Linked DNA regions of Gossypium hirsutum: region 2 is linked to region 1. A link is a contact called in public Hi-C data. All regions are on one chromosome and are shown on one strand. Each heading gives the region's core, a stretch centred on a gene start, on an enhancer-like site or on the middle of the called end of the contact. The rest is flanking DNA. Distances are from core to core; before and after follow the strand shown.

Evidence for each region. A called contact is a pair of places that touch in the nucleus more often than the background predicts.
Region 2: a Hi-C map of leaf shows a contact between it and region 1, with 3 times the contacts expected there. The contact joins the enhancer-like site here to the promoter of LOC121202944 in region 1. A contact is called at or near these places in 2 of 34 Hi-C or Micro-C datasets (both in leaf).

What each region holds. Positions count from the first base shown.
Region 1 is chrA13:109,888,776-109,896,147 of Gossypium_hirsutum_v2.1, forward strand. LOC121202944 (FT-interacting protein 3) reads left to right here and starts at 3,224. Exons shown (of 3, transcript XM_041085850.1): 1 at 3,224-3,441; 2 at 3,836-3,860; 3 at 3,938-6,554. The coding sequence starts at 3,991. The coding sequence ends at 6,306.
Region 2 is chrA13:110,094,587-110,101,958 of Gossypium_hirsutum_v2.1, forward strand. No RefSeq gene overlaps it. Among protein-coding and RNA genes, the nearest start is that of LOC107939469, 5.8 kb to the right of the region's middle. Within about 2 kb of position 4,200, at least 3 of the 9 cell types and tissues checked have an H3K27ac peak or open chromatin away from gene starts, as enhancers often do. A contact at or near this core is called in leaf, where this site is marked.

The DNA.
Region 1 (7,372 bases), core at 1,974-4,473:
CTAATACTGTAAATATCAAAATGAAAACCAATGTCAAACAATTTCTTTTTGGTACATAAATTTTGAGTTAATGTTAAAATCCAGATTTCGGTTTTCTTCATTCTTGGGTTTTCCTCTTTCAGTAGTGCGGATTTTGGGTTCAAAAGTTTGAGATAAATTTTTTTTCTCCACTTTTAGTTGGTGTTGCAACACCTTTGAGGAAAAAAAAATCTGATATGGAGAAGATAAGTGGTGCAGTCCGAAAATTTTCAGAGCCGCTAGAATTAAATATATTTTATAATTTTTAAAAAATTAAATTATACTTTTATTATTTTTAAGATATCAAAATACAAATTTATTATTATTAATTTAAAATTTTATAAATATAAAATTTTTTATTTTAAGAAAACCGGGCTCCTGTCAGCCCCTGGTTCCACTACCGAAAAAGATGAATTCTCAATAGGAAATCTTTGGAAACATTAATAAAATGTTAAAAACATTAGTAAATGGTTAAATATTTTTTTAAGTGAAACTCCGTAAAACAATTGTTGTTGTTGGAGAAAGAAATTCGAGATGAGTTTGAATGGAGAAAATAAAAACGAGAAGAGAAAAAAATTACCATATGTATTTTAATCTTTAATCGTACATTCAATTTTGTTCCAAAACTTTAAAAATTGAGATAAATTTTTTTCACATTTATTTTACAATTGTATAATATTTTTTCTTGAATTGATGTATTTCATTAATAAAATAACAAGTAAATTTATTATATATTTTAAATATTTGTTTTGATTTTAGTAAAAGAAAAGTAACTAATAACTAAAAAAAATTGGCTTATGTTTATAAATAATAAAAGTGTTATGGAGACCATTTTATTTTTTTTATTTAAAAGATAAGTAAATTAATTTTTATATATTAGATTAAAAAGTAAACGAGTTCTTTTGTTAAAAATTCTTTTAATTTCTATTGATAAACAATTACTCTTTATACATTAGCATAAAGTATACGTAACACATCATGTGTAATTGTTTAATTATTCCATTAATCACATCAACTTTTAACAGTAAAAATAGATAAAAATTTTAGTAAAAATGATTAAATTTCTCTTCGATCTAACATATAAAGATTAATTTACCTATTTTTTGAATAAAAAATAAAAGTCCCCCTCAAATTTTTTCTATTTACAAACCAATCCCCTTCTCCAATAATAGAATTGTCTATGGACCAAGCCAAGTAAAAATTTTAGACTTATTTTCTAGGCTCGGGCCTAACCCGAAAAATGAACCTAAAATTTTACCCAAGCTCGGCCAGAATAAAAATGCTAAAACCTTAGCCTGGGCTGCCCATATTAAAAAAAAATTATACTATTTTTATATAAAAATAAAATTTTAAAAATATAGTACATAAAATACACTAAAAAAGTTCAAATAAATGTTTTCGAACAAATAGAAAAAAATTAAAAAATAACTGTAATTTAACGAGTAAATATATCTAAAATAATAACAAAATTAATAATAAAATAAGAATTATATAATATCTAAACAATAATAATAAAATAGTAGTAATATAACATTAACACGATACGAAAACAATGAAAAAGAAATAAAAAAGCAATAGTTTCTTTTCTTTTTTTCAAATTTGGGCCAAGTCGAGCTCAGATCTTACTCGAAGCTCAACCCATTTAAAAAATAAATCTTAATTTTTTATTTAAATCTATTATTTAAACTTATATTTTTATTTAAACTTTCTCACTTTCCAAATATTCCGACTCGACTTATGGACAAATTTATTCGATAACTATATAACCGATTGCTTGTAAAAGAAAATGTGTAACGTATATTTAGATTAATATCGGAGAGGACCATACATTGTAACTCGTTGATATCGCGAGAAAATCAATAAATTTTTTTATTTATTAAGAAAAAGGGGGTTTTATCGTCACCCAAGAGAAAATGAAATTAGGCAAACACCAAACATGGAGTCAGAAGGACAACCCCACATTCCAACAAACAAACAAAACACCTCTTCCCCACGCATGTGCTCCTAACCAACCCCACCATTCCCACGTGTCATTTTCGCTTTTTTTAATTTTTATACTTAATATAAATTATTAAGTTTAATTCATGTTTTTAAATTTAAGTTGTTTTTAATATCTAATTTTCTTAAATTTTGCAATTTTAACCCGAATCAAATAATAGATAAATTCATTACGTTATGCTATTTTTTAAATTACAATTTTAATTTATTATTTTTGCACGTTATTTACAAAAAATTCAGTTCGTAAATTTTTAATGATTATTGATTTGTGTTAAAAATAAAATTTTAAAAAGTAAAAATATTAATAATATATAAATCGAAGAAATAACTAATAATGGGTTGGAAGAAGTGAAATATTTTTTTCTTGACATTTGAACCAAATTCGATTTTTAGAGTTCTCTTTATTAGAATGATTTTTCCTTAATATCACTTCGATCCATACAAAATTAATTTTAAACGGTAATTATACCAAAAAAATAAAAAAACAATATAAGAAACACTTAATTTATAAATTTACACAAGTTTAGGGTTAATAACATAATTTAAGCAATTAATTTTAATTAAATAAGAATTGAAATTTTTAAATTTTAAATAATAAATGAATTAAGAAAAATCATTTTATAAACCCTCCTCACTGCATTATCTATAGTACATTTTCAATTATTTAATAATATTTTAGTAATTTTTTTCATGTCATTAATACATAATTTTAGTAAATTTTTTTACCTCGAATCTGATTTGGGTTTAAAGTTCAGGTTTAAGTTTGAGGTTTTGAATTTAGAGTTTGAGGTTTAGGGTAAAAAAATACCAAAAATATGTATTAATATCATAAAAAATTACTTAGACTAGTTTAGCAATACTTTTGAAAAGTGTTGTGGGAAAGTATTTTTGAGAAATACTTTTGAAATTTTTGATTAAAAATTTGAGTGTTTAACATTACTGTCAAAAAATATTTTTGAGAAATATGAATCTCAAACCTGATCTGAGTTCAAAGTTCGAGGTTTAAGGTTTTAGTTTTGAGAGAATGATTCAATAAATGTAAGAAAAAACAGATGAATTAAATTTAATCAACTTAAAAGTTATGACAACAAAATTTGATATTGATTTTACTTTTAATTTAAATTTTAAATTTCAACAACAACAAAAAAAAACAAATTATACAACTATCATTCATGTTAAAATAAAAAGTATAAATAAATAAATAAACATTGAAAAGTTCAAAAAAAAAAAAAGGTCGGTTTGGTTGGTACCCAGTGGTAGATTCAGTCTTTCTTCTTTAGCTGTTTTTAAAAAACAGATCTTTCAGTGTCACAACTCACATGTCCCCATTCCTAATCTTCACACTCCCTTTTACTTCAAAAATATTTATATTTTCTTTTCCATTCTTCATCAAAGTTTCGTTCTTTTTCTTACATTCCTACAAAGGTACAATTTTTATTTTCCTCATTTTTCTTACAAAAAAATAAATGGTAAGATTTTATTTGTGGGGTTGGTCTAAGCTTTTGAGTGTAATAATATCAATAATGCATGCTTAAATATTATACCTTTTTTTTCAATTTTCTTTGTTTAGGTTAGCTATTTTCTTGTTTTAGATCTGTTTTTTCTTACATTTATTGAATCATTGGCTCTTTTTTTTTTGCTGTTTTTAATGTTGTTTTTTTGGTAGCTGAGAAAAAAAAACTTACTTTTTGTTTAAGGAATCTTCAAGTTTTTGCCTTTTTTTTTTTAAAAATGACATTAAATGCTCTTTTTACTAATAATAATTAATGACAGCTCATTGAAAGTTAGACCATTGTTGATTGCTCTTTGATTTTTGCAGGTTCAAGTTCAAAGCTTTCTCACAAGTAATAATCTTTAAAACCCATTTTTTTTTAAAAAAAATTATTATTTTTAGCTAATATAGTTGTATTATTTGTAGCAGGAAATTGCTGAATCTGTCTTGCGTGTTGTTTAGTACTGTTTTTGATTATCAAGATGCAGAAGCCACCACAGTCTATAGATTTCGCTTTGAAGGAGACTTCACCGAAGATCGGTGCCGGAGCGGTGACGGGCGATAAGCTATCGAGCACGTATGATCTGGTGGAGCAAATGCAATACCTTTACGTTCGCGTGGTAAAGGCGAAAGATTTACCGGGGAAAGATGTAACTGGTGGATGTGATCCTTATGTCGAAGTTAAGCTAGGGAACTATAAAGGAGTTACTAAGCATTTCGAAAAGAAGAACAATCCCGAATGGAATCAAGTGTTTGCGTTCTCGAAAGAACGGATTCAAGCTTCGGTTTTAGAAGTATATGTGAAAGATAAAGATGTGGTGGCCGATGATTTAATCGGAAGGGCATTGTTCGATCTTAATGAGATTCCGAAAAGAATTCCACCAGATAGTCCGTTGGCACCGCAATGGTATCGGTTGGAGGACCGGAAGGGGGATAAAGCTAAAGGAGAGTTAATGCTTGCTGTTTGGATGGGGACACAAGCCGACGAAGCATTTCCTGAGGCTTGGCACTCGGATGCTGCATCAGTTGGTCCAGATGCTGTTGCGAGTATCCGGTCGAAAGTTTATCTTTCGCCTAAGCTTTGGTATGTGAGAGTGAATGTGATCGAAGCTCAAGATTTGGTACCTAATGACAAAAGCCGGTTCCCCGAGGTTTTCGTGAAAGCAATGCTCGGAAATCAAGCTTTGAGGACTCGGATATCTCAAAGTAAAACTATTAATCCGATGTGGAATGAGGACTTGATGTTTGTGGTTGCCGAGCCGTTTGAAGAGCCGTTGGTGCTAAGTGTTGAAGATAGGGTCGGGGGGAACAAAGACGAAACGTTGGGGAAATGTGTGATTCCTTTACATATCGTGCAGCGAAGGTTGGACCATAGACCGGTGAATAGTCGATGGCTTAATCTCGAGAAACATGTGATTGTCGATGGAGAGAAAAAAGAGATTAAATTTGCTAGTAGGATTCATTTGAGGATTTGTTTAGAAGGTGGATATCATGTTTTGGATGAATCAACTCATTATAGTAGTGATCTTAGGCCGACAGCTAAACAGTTATGGAGACCGAGTATCGGGATTTTGGAACTTGGTATTCTAAGTGCTCATGGACTTATGCCGATGAAAACAAAAGATGGACGAGGAACTACGGATGCTTATTGTGTAGCTAAGTATGGGCAGAAATGGATCCGGACGAGGACGATTGTCGATAACTTTATGCCAAGGTGGAACGAGCAATACACTTGGGAGGTTTTCGATACTTGTACTGTTATCACAGTGGGTGTTTTTGATAACGGACATGTACATGGCGGAGCCGGAGGGGCTAGAGACGCGAGAATCGGGAAGGTACGAATTCGGCTTTCTACGCTTGAAGCCGATAGGGTGTATACACACTCGTATCCTTTACTTGTGCTGCATCCATCAGGCGTGAAAAAAACGGGCGAAATCCAATTGGCGTTGAGATTCACTTGTTCGAGTTTGATTAACATGTTGCATATGTACTCGCATCCGTTATTACCAAAGATGCATTACATTCATCCATTATCGGTGATTCAACTCGATGTTTTAAGGCATCAAGCTATGCAGATTGTTTCGACGAGACTCAGTCGAGCCGAGCCACCATTGAGGAAAGAAGTTGTCGAGTACATGCTCGATGTCGATTCGCATATGTGGAGTATGAGGAGAAGCAAAGCGAATTTTTTCCGAATCATGGGTGTTTTAAGTGGATTAATTGCTGTCGGAAAATGGTTCGATCAAATCTGTAACTGGAGAAACCCTCTTACGACGATTTTAATCCATATCCTTTTTATCATCTTAGTCCTTTATCCCGAGCTGATACTTCCAACGATCTTTCTTTACCTTTTCTTAATTGGAATATGGAATTATCGGTGGAGACCACGACACCCTCCTCATATGGATACTCGGCTTTCACATGCTGATGCAGCTCATCCTGATGAACTAGACGAAGAGTTCGATACTTTTCCGACTTCTCGACCTTCCGATATTGTTCGGATGAGGTACGATCGTTTAAGAAGTATAGCTGGGAGAGTTCAAACTGTGATCGGTGACCTCGCAACTCAAGGGGAACGATTTCAGTCCTTGCTAAGCTGGAGAGACCCAAGAGCAACCACATTATTCGTGACGTTCTGTTTGATCGCTGCCTTGGTTCTTTACGTTACACCATTCCAAGTCGTTGCTCTTCTTGCAGGAATTTACGTTTTACGACACCCGAGGTTCCGTCACAAGCTTCCATCGACACCTCTTAACTTCTTTAGGAGGTTGCCTGCAAGATCAGACAGCATGTTATGAGCACCCGAAGCAGCCATTATATGTTTTCCGATGTTCGCGGCAATCGGAGCTCTGGAGTTGGTGGGAAAATCATGGTTTTTGTTATAAATTATGTAATGTGTGTAATTCTCGACTTGTTTAGTAAATTTCATGCTAACTGTAGCCCTTTATTTTTATGTTTTTCTTTTCTTCAGACAATCTGTTAGCACTATGTTGTCAATTTTCTATTTTCAGTTTTTACCATAATTCCATCTCTCTTTTTTATTTCACATGTGAACCCTAAACCGAGTAATGAGGAGTTTGATAACTTTTAAATAAAGTGCGTTGATTGGGCTCACTTCTCAATTTAATCAATTTTTCTATCTAGACATATAAATTGAGAAATCTTAATGAGTTTAATAAATTTGACTTATGGTCTTTCAAATATAGGTAAAAATATCATGTCAATCTTCATTTGAGGATTAATTTTTAACGGTAGAAACATATATAATCTTTAACAAAAAAATTAATTTGTTCATTTTGTAAATAAAGAAAATAAAATACAATCTAACTTTACATATAATGACTTCAATGATACTTTTACCTTCGTAAACACATATCTTCAAAACTAAAATTTGAGTCTTTTTTAAATAAAAATTTTGCACCAGTAAATGCAGATAAATAACTTTCGATAGAATTACCGAGAGTAAAAATTCATTTAATCTTAAAATCAATATCAGTACAGTATTGACAATGACTACCATTAGGGACATAGTAAAGGTGACTACTCCCAAATAAGATGGTGATAATACAAGTCAAGCTTTGACACAATATGATATCCATATTTCAAATTGGATTTGGGTTAATATGGCTTATAAATAAGAATCTCAAAGAATTCAACTCTATTAATTAGAATCCCTTCACCTAATCATTCCTTGATTAGGACCTGAAGAAAAATTAAAATAATAAGGTTAAAGTGTTCCGTAAGTCCTGTATTCTTCACAAATTTAAAATTGTGTCCCCTTTATTTTTAGATTTTGAAATTTAAGTCCAATTATTAACATTGTTAAAACTTTTTTTTTGTTAATAAAACTGAAAAGGAGAGGCT
Region 2 (7,372 bases), core at 2,950-5,449, 210 kb after region 1:
GATTGATTAAGATATTAATTTGAAAAAAGATTTTAAATCATTTGAATTACAAAATTATTTAATTTTTATTTTATAATTTTTTTAATAATTCATTTAATGAAACGAATGATATTCAAATCTACAGACCTTTGTTTATAGTACGGAGAATTGTGGATGATATGGGCATACATTAGTATCTTTGGTGAAACATTTTTACAAGGTTTTGCCGACATACTATATTATTGATTGATGTGAAATCAGTTAAAATAATTTTTTTATATTAATTTATTTTTCAATTAAAAATTTGTTTTCCTGTTTAAATATATATATTTTTAAATTAAATTAAAATTAATTATTAAAACATTTTTAAAATTTTAAAATTTATTAGTTAATTTTTTTATAAGGTTTCTACTTTTTTTTATTAATGAGAATAAAATTAAGTTGAATATTCTCGAGTAATGAACAATAACATATTTCGAGAATTTTAAAATTTTAAATTCGAGTATCATGTTTCGACACTCAATTAAAATCGAATAATTTATATTAATTTCTTTTAACATCCGACAATTCAACTAACGACAATTAACTCAACCCAAATAAAAAGAATTTAAAATAATCTATTTAGCTTATTAAATTTGATTTTTCGTTAATATGTTTCAAGTTTGACTTTGATTTTATTCGATTTATTTAATTTGTAAAATTTTAAAAAATTCGAACGAACCAAATATTCATCATACTCAAAAGTTGTTAATTTATCTTTAGACCCCTTTAAAAAAAAACAAAAAATTGGTGCATTGCATGGCCATGAAAATGCCATGCATTATATATATGTGTACCACTATTTTGTAATGAATGTGAGAGGGACTTGACAATATGTGAAGCCAAAATGGAATTTAAAAAAGCCCTTTGAAAATTTAATATCTACACAAATCTGGCTACTAAATGCGCACTTTTGGTCACCAACTTTTTCTATTTTAAACCTTCTTTTCATCATTATTTTTTAAAAATATTAAATATTAAAATTTCACTATTTTTAAATATTATATTAATATATTTTTTTAAATACAATTATATAAAACATGATTTTTTTAGAGTAAAGTATATTAAAAGTTATTGGATTACTAGTAAATTTATATTTTAGTCATTTAACTTTAAAAAATTACAAAAAAAATTTAGATTTTAGTAAATAGATTCGTGACGTCCAGAGTTGTTTTATGAAAAAATAAACTAAATTATAGAATAGGAGGGAAATGAGAGGTTTGATTTTAATGAAAACTTTTGAATAGTTTAATAATTATTTTATAACTTTTTAAAATTAAATAATTAAAATATAATTATCATGTAATTTACCCAATTTTTATTCACTATTAAATTAATTAAATTTAACTATTTTTATTTGTGACTTGACAAGTCAGAGATTCTCAAACCACACTTTAGGAGGGGAAATTAATCAAATATATATTATATTATACTATATTACAATGGGGTTTTTATTTTTCAAATTTTATTATTTAAAAAAAGAAAAAAGGCATCAATTAATTGTTTTTTATTCTATAAGTAGTCATGATTGATTGGACCATATTCTTCTTGTTTGTTAGGTTTTTAGACATTAATTATGTTACTAACTGCTTTAATTTTCTATATTTATCAGAATAAATTATTATTTTGGACCACATCATTAGGATTTGATAATAATATTTTAAATATATATTTTTTAATTTGATTAATTATTTAATTATTTTTAGAGAGCCAAGTACAATGTTATCATGTACTAATTTGAGCAAAATTTTAAAAGGCCAAAAGTTAAATTTGTCTTTTTAGGAGGGTCGGAGTCCTTGCTAGCGTTCTTACTGCCATCCCATAGACCATTAATTCTTAATTTAACCAATCGATTTGATCTAGTTTTGACAACCATGATCAAAACACATTGAAATTTTAGCCAAAATAATTGAAAGCTGATACATTACATATAGACCAATATTATTTCAATACCAACTAACATGATCAATAGGCGAGTTAAGCAATATTTAACCATCTATGCCAGTTCATAAAAAAGATACATTTTTCAGTTGTTTTTGTTAAGGAGGTCGTGGATAGTGCCATTCTAAATTTGAGATAATTTTTTATCCATGTTCACTACACAAATTGTTGATACAGTGTACAATAAAAAAGGAGGACAAGAAGGAACAATGAGCAAATCAAGGTGGTGTTGTGGAGGTCGATTCACCTAAAGAGACCAAAAGCTAAAACAAGGACAAGGAGGCAGGTCGATTGAGAAGATAATTGCTTAGAGTAGCTTTAGAGTGCCAAAAAATCAATCTAGTCTTCATGCGCTAATCAAAATATTTATAGGAGAGATCATCTTGTTTATTAGTGTTAAGTGACAATTTATTATGAAGAAAGTTATCCTTATTTATTGCATGAATGACATGCACCACGAGGCCCATTCTGTTATTCATTCAATCTATACAATGATGTTGTGTTCGAGTAGGCCCCTCGTGACCTTAAAAGCGTGTTCACACTTAAAAAGTGGGTGCCTGACTAATTTTGCGACGAGTGAATGATCTTATCAAAAGATGTCAAGAGTAAATGATCAAGAGCGTAAAAGATTAATACTTCATTAATCAAATCGGGTAATTAAGTAAAATACTATTTTAAACGAAATCAACAGAGAGTTCAACACTACTCTTAATATTGACATGTGTCCACGCAACGGAGGCATATAATAAATACCAACTACCATGATGAATTTGCCAGTTAAACAATATTTAACCTCCTGTCCCAACACATAAAAAAATTGGTCTTGTAACACTGATGCAATGGAAAATGGTCCATAATTTTATTTTTTTAAATGAAAAAAAAGTTTAACGCACGTGTGTAAAATTAATTATTTTTTTTTTAAAACGACGACCTTTTCTCTTGTCTAGTCAAGTCAACTTACTTTAAAACATCAAAAACGAATTGTACGGTCAAGATCAATCAATCGAACCTGACATTAAATCTAAGGTCCAGATCAATTTCTCAGTCTCCTAACAGTATTTCATAATATCGCGCGATATATTGGAGTCTGGTAAGTGGAAGCTGTATATGCATGATGTATCGCCGTAGTACGATAAACTTCAATTAATGTTTTTTTTCTTTGAAAAGTTCAAAAAAAAAAAACAAATAAATGCAATAATTAACATACAAAAATGATTAATTTATTAAATTTTATATGAATATAAAATCATAATAAAAAATATAATGTAAAATAAAAATAATTATTCAGTAGAGTTTATAGGATTAAGAATAATTTTTTAAATACCATAATTAACATAAAAAACTCGTTTTCTATTTTTTTTATTTTTAAATGATTAAATTTTATAAAATTTTTATAATTTATTTAATTAAAATCAAATTAATTAGTCCAAATTTATAAATTAATTTTTTACATTAAAAAGTATTTTATTTATTTTCTTGTTATGAAAAAAGAACAATATAAAAATTGGTTTCCAAAACTCCACAAACATGTTGCTTTTTTCATTAAAAGAATAAAAAATTGTTGCTTTGTTGAAAGGCAACATTTACAGTATATTAATATATATTTTTCACATCTTACTTATAACATGTTTAAAACTATTCTATTGAGTCTTAACTCGATTGATATGAGTTAATTTAAAAGAGTGTGGGTTCAAGTGTACTAAAATACACTATTCTCTTATTTATGAATTACAAGAGACTATGAGTAATGTAGTGCGTCTAACTTTATTTTTATCTCATTCCGCAGTATATAATCTCACCATTATAACAAAATTGTTAAGAGAAAAAAACATGTTTAAAATGAATGTTTTTATTACATTTATTTTAGTAATTTTTAAAATTCAGTAACATGATAGCCTAATAAATTATTGTTTTATTGAAATCATAAACACAATATTTTTATTTTTATTTTTTTTGAAAAACACAGAAATATTTCTCATTGGTTGACAGCCTTTAATTAACTGTATACTGTGAAAATAAAATAAAAATAACAATAAATGACAGCAAATGTAAAATTAAATAACAAAAGGTTAAAAACACAAATTGGATGGTACAGTTTTACAGCTTTTTTTTTGGTTGTTGTTGAAACACAGCTGGAATTAGCGGGAGACAGCTGGCATTTTTTGTACGGAACAAATACGCAGCTACCGTCGCCGTTTTATTTTAAAAAATTTATTCTGTTTTTGGGGCTACCCTTTCCCTTTTAAAGGGTCCTCCTTTTTCCCCTTTATTGTTTACTGTTTTGCCCTTCTCTTTGTAATTTATGGCAACTGGGTCCTCCTAGATTTTATGTGGGATTTTGTCAGGCTTTTGAATGATTTTGGGTGTTTTTTGTCTTGGTTGATGGCATTTGGGAATTTTACTTTCCTTTCTCATTTTACTTAAATGCCCTTGCCCTTTTTTGGGACAATTTTTAATGTATAAAGTGCTTGTGTAATATTTTCCTATGAAAGATTTGGCTTAATTTGTTTTTTAATATAACATAGAGGGGTTAAAATATAATTAAACTCTTAATACATGGGCTTCCATGATATTTTTATTGGTTGAGGTTTTAAAATTTTAAGATCTAAGTCGATATTTTATAAACGTTATAATTTTTCGAGTCTCACATTAAGTAAATCATGTATGAGTTCTCTTTAGATTTCATTCTGATTTAAATCTCATTGTGTTTATACAGTACAGATCATAAATAATACATGTTCGATCAATTATAACTAGAATCAACTCAATACAATGCACAATAGATTAGAAATCGAAATATATTCAAACATATACTAGAATAAATCTAGATTTTTTTTTTTACTTTTTATAAAGCACGTGTGGGCTGTCACACGAGTTGTCACATTAGTGTCATTTAAATTTTAATGATCCAATCAAGTTTTTCATTAAAAAAAATTGACTAAATTTTAAAGGTTAAGGATCAAAATGATAAAATAAAATAAACATTAAGGACTATATTTATTATTATACCGTTTTATTTTTAAACTTCTAAAAGAAAATTTTAATCTTTGAATTGAATTCACCATAAAGTGTTTAGTTTTATAATCAATGTTTGGTGGGTTGGTTCATAACTAACAATATTTTAGGCATAATGTAGTTTATGTTTCCGACAAATTGCTTTATAGCACCGTTGAATTTCAACATGTTTGTCAATGAGACAGGTTGTCCATTGAAATTGGAACACTAATTTACAGTGCCATTCTAACAAAGCATGTAATCTTAATAAAGTCAAAATGTTTTTTAATTTAGAAAAAATAAATCGATTTCAATAGTAGACTTGAAAATCTTAATTTATTATCTTGAATTAGATCTGAATAATGAATATCCGAAGATTAATATCCATAATTACTTCAAATAAATTCAATTATGAAACAGTACAAAATGGTCCTTCAACTGTTATTAAATTTCTTTTTTGGTCCCCCAATTATGAAAAGTTACAAAATGGTCACCTAATTATTCAAATTTGTCTTTTTTTTTTGTCACCTAACTATATTGGATTTTTGGGTGTTTCTATTTTTACGTTAGCCATTTGGTGGCCTAAAAAGGTAAAATTGAATAGCTAGGTGACCGTTTTGTTACTTTTCATACTTAGATAACCACAAATCCCATAGTTTAACCTAACAATAAAGACGAAAATATATAAATTAATTGGCCAACGAGACATAACATTGTTGGTTAAAAATAGAAGTCCTCAGTCCTTGAATATCTAAATTCAAGTTGTACTATTCACATATGATCTGTTATTTTTTATACAATGCTTAGAACTACCCATAACTCTTTCTCAACCCTTAAATAGGATGACAATGTACTTCAGCACACTCGACCCCACATTCTTCTGCACTAACAATAATATCGATACCGATCGAATTAAGACTCAATCGACTACTTTTTATATATATATATACGGATTGGATTCTACATTTTAGTTATTTTAAACATGTATTTAATTTATTTGTGGTTATTGGATACAGGGAGAGATATAGATTGACTAAGTCAAAATGAAAGCAATCCCTTTTCTTTACGCCACGAAATTATAGTCAATTCAATCAAATTGACACTCACAAGTCTTAGTATTATGATTAAAATATTGGATTAGAAAATTGAATTTATGAGAGCACTCACTTGTTTGATTGGTTCACATTTTAGTACCAATTAAGTACTTAAATGTTTAATTTTTATCATTTCTACAAAATCCATTCAATTAGTATTTTAATTTCTTTATTGTTGGTAAGGGATTTTAGTTCACATATATATTTTTATAATTTCATCTGTTAATTCAATTTATTAATATTATAGCTGATTGAATCTTAACTCGATTGGTATCAGCATTGTTGTCAATGTAGGAGGATGTGGATTCGAATGTGTTTAAAGATATTATCCTACTATTTATGGGTTGGGAAGGGCTATGAGTAGTTTTAAATATTATGCCAAAAAGAACAGATATGATCAGAATCTATAACAAAATTATCCAAACAAAATATTAATTTGATTTTAAAGAATAATTGTCCCAAGATTAAAAAAAAAGTAGCATCAATACGACGAGTTGAATGAGTTTTTTTTTAATTCACATAATAATTTTAACCGAGATAATTAACAGTATTATAAAATTATATCAAATTAAACTGTAAGGACCAAATCTCGAATCTCAGCATAATAGAAGAGTCAAAACCATAATTTAACATAAATATAAATAAAATAGTAAAATAGATTTTTAGGGTTTGTTGAATGAAGGTGTGGACATGAAATTAAAAAAATAATTTTGTAATTTTTGTTGAAATATATATATATTTCTTTTAGTTTCATTTTAATAAATAAAGAGAAATTAAATAATAGGAATGAAATAAATTTTTAAAAAAACCACTAATTACTTTCATAATTAGTGCGTAGTTGAACATTCTCTAATGCAATTTCCACTAAAATAAATACAACAATGAAATTGAGATTTAGTTATTATAATTAAGAAAATTACAATTTAAGCCCTTATCAAATTTTTAAATTTCAATTCAATTTTTTTAATAAAAAATTGTTAACTTTTGCCTCATGAGTTTTTTTAATTTTATATCGATCCCCCGTCACAAAATTCGTGACTTCAACCTAGCATCGATATTTATTTATTTTAGTGAAAAATAGACCAAAATCATTAAGAATGAACGTAAAATTATCGCAAATCTCACATTATCAACTAATGCATCAAGTAAACAAGCGACATTGATATTACACTCATAGGGGTGAAGCAAAAAAAAATTCTTGGAGGGTCGAATTTTAGTTATATATTTTTATGAAAGCTAAAATGTAATTTCACCATTTTAATAGTTTATACCTTTATAATTTTATCTTTTGAAAAAAATGTAAATTTATCATGTACTAATTTAAT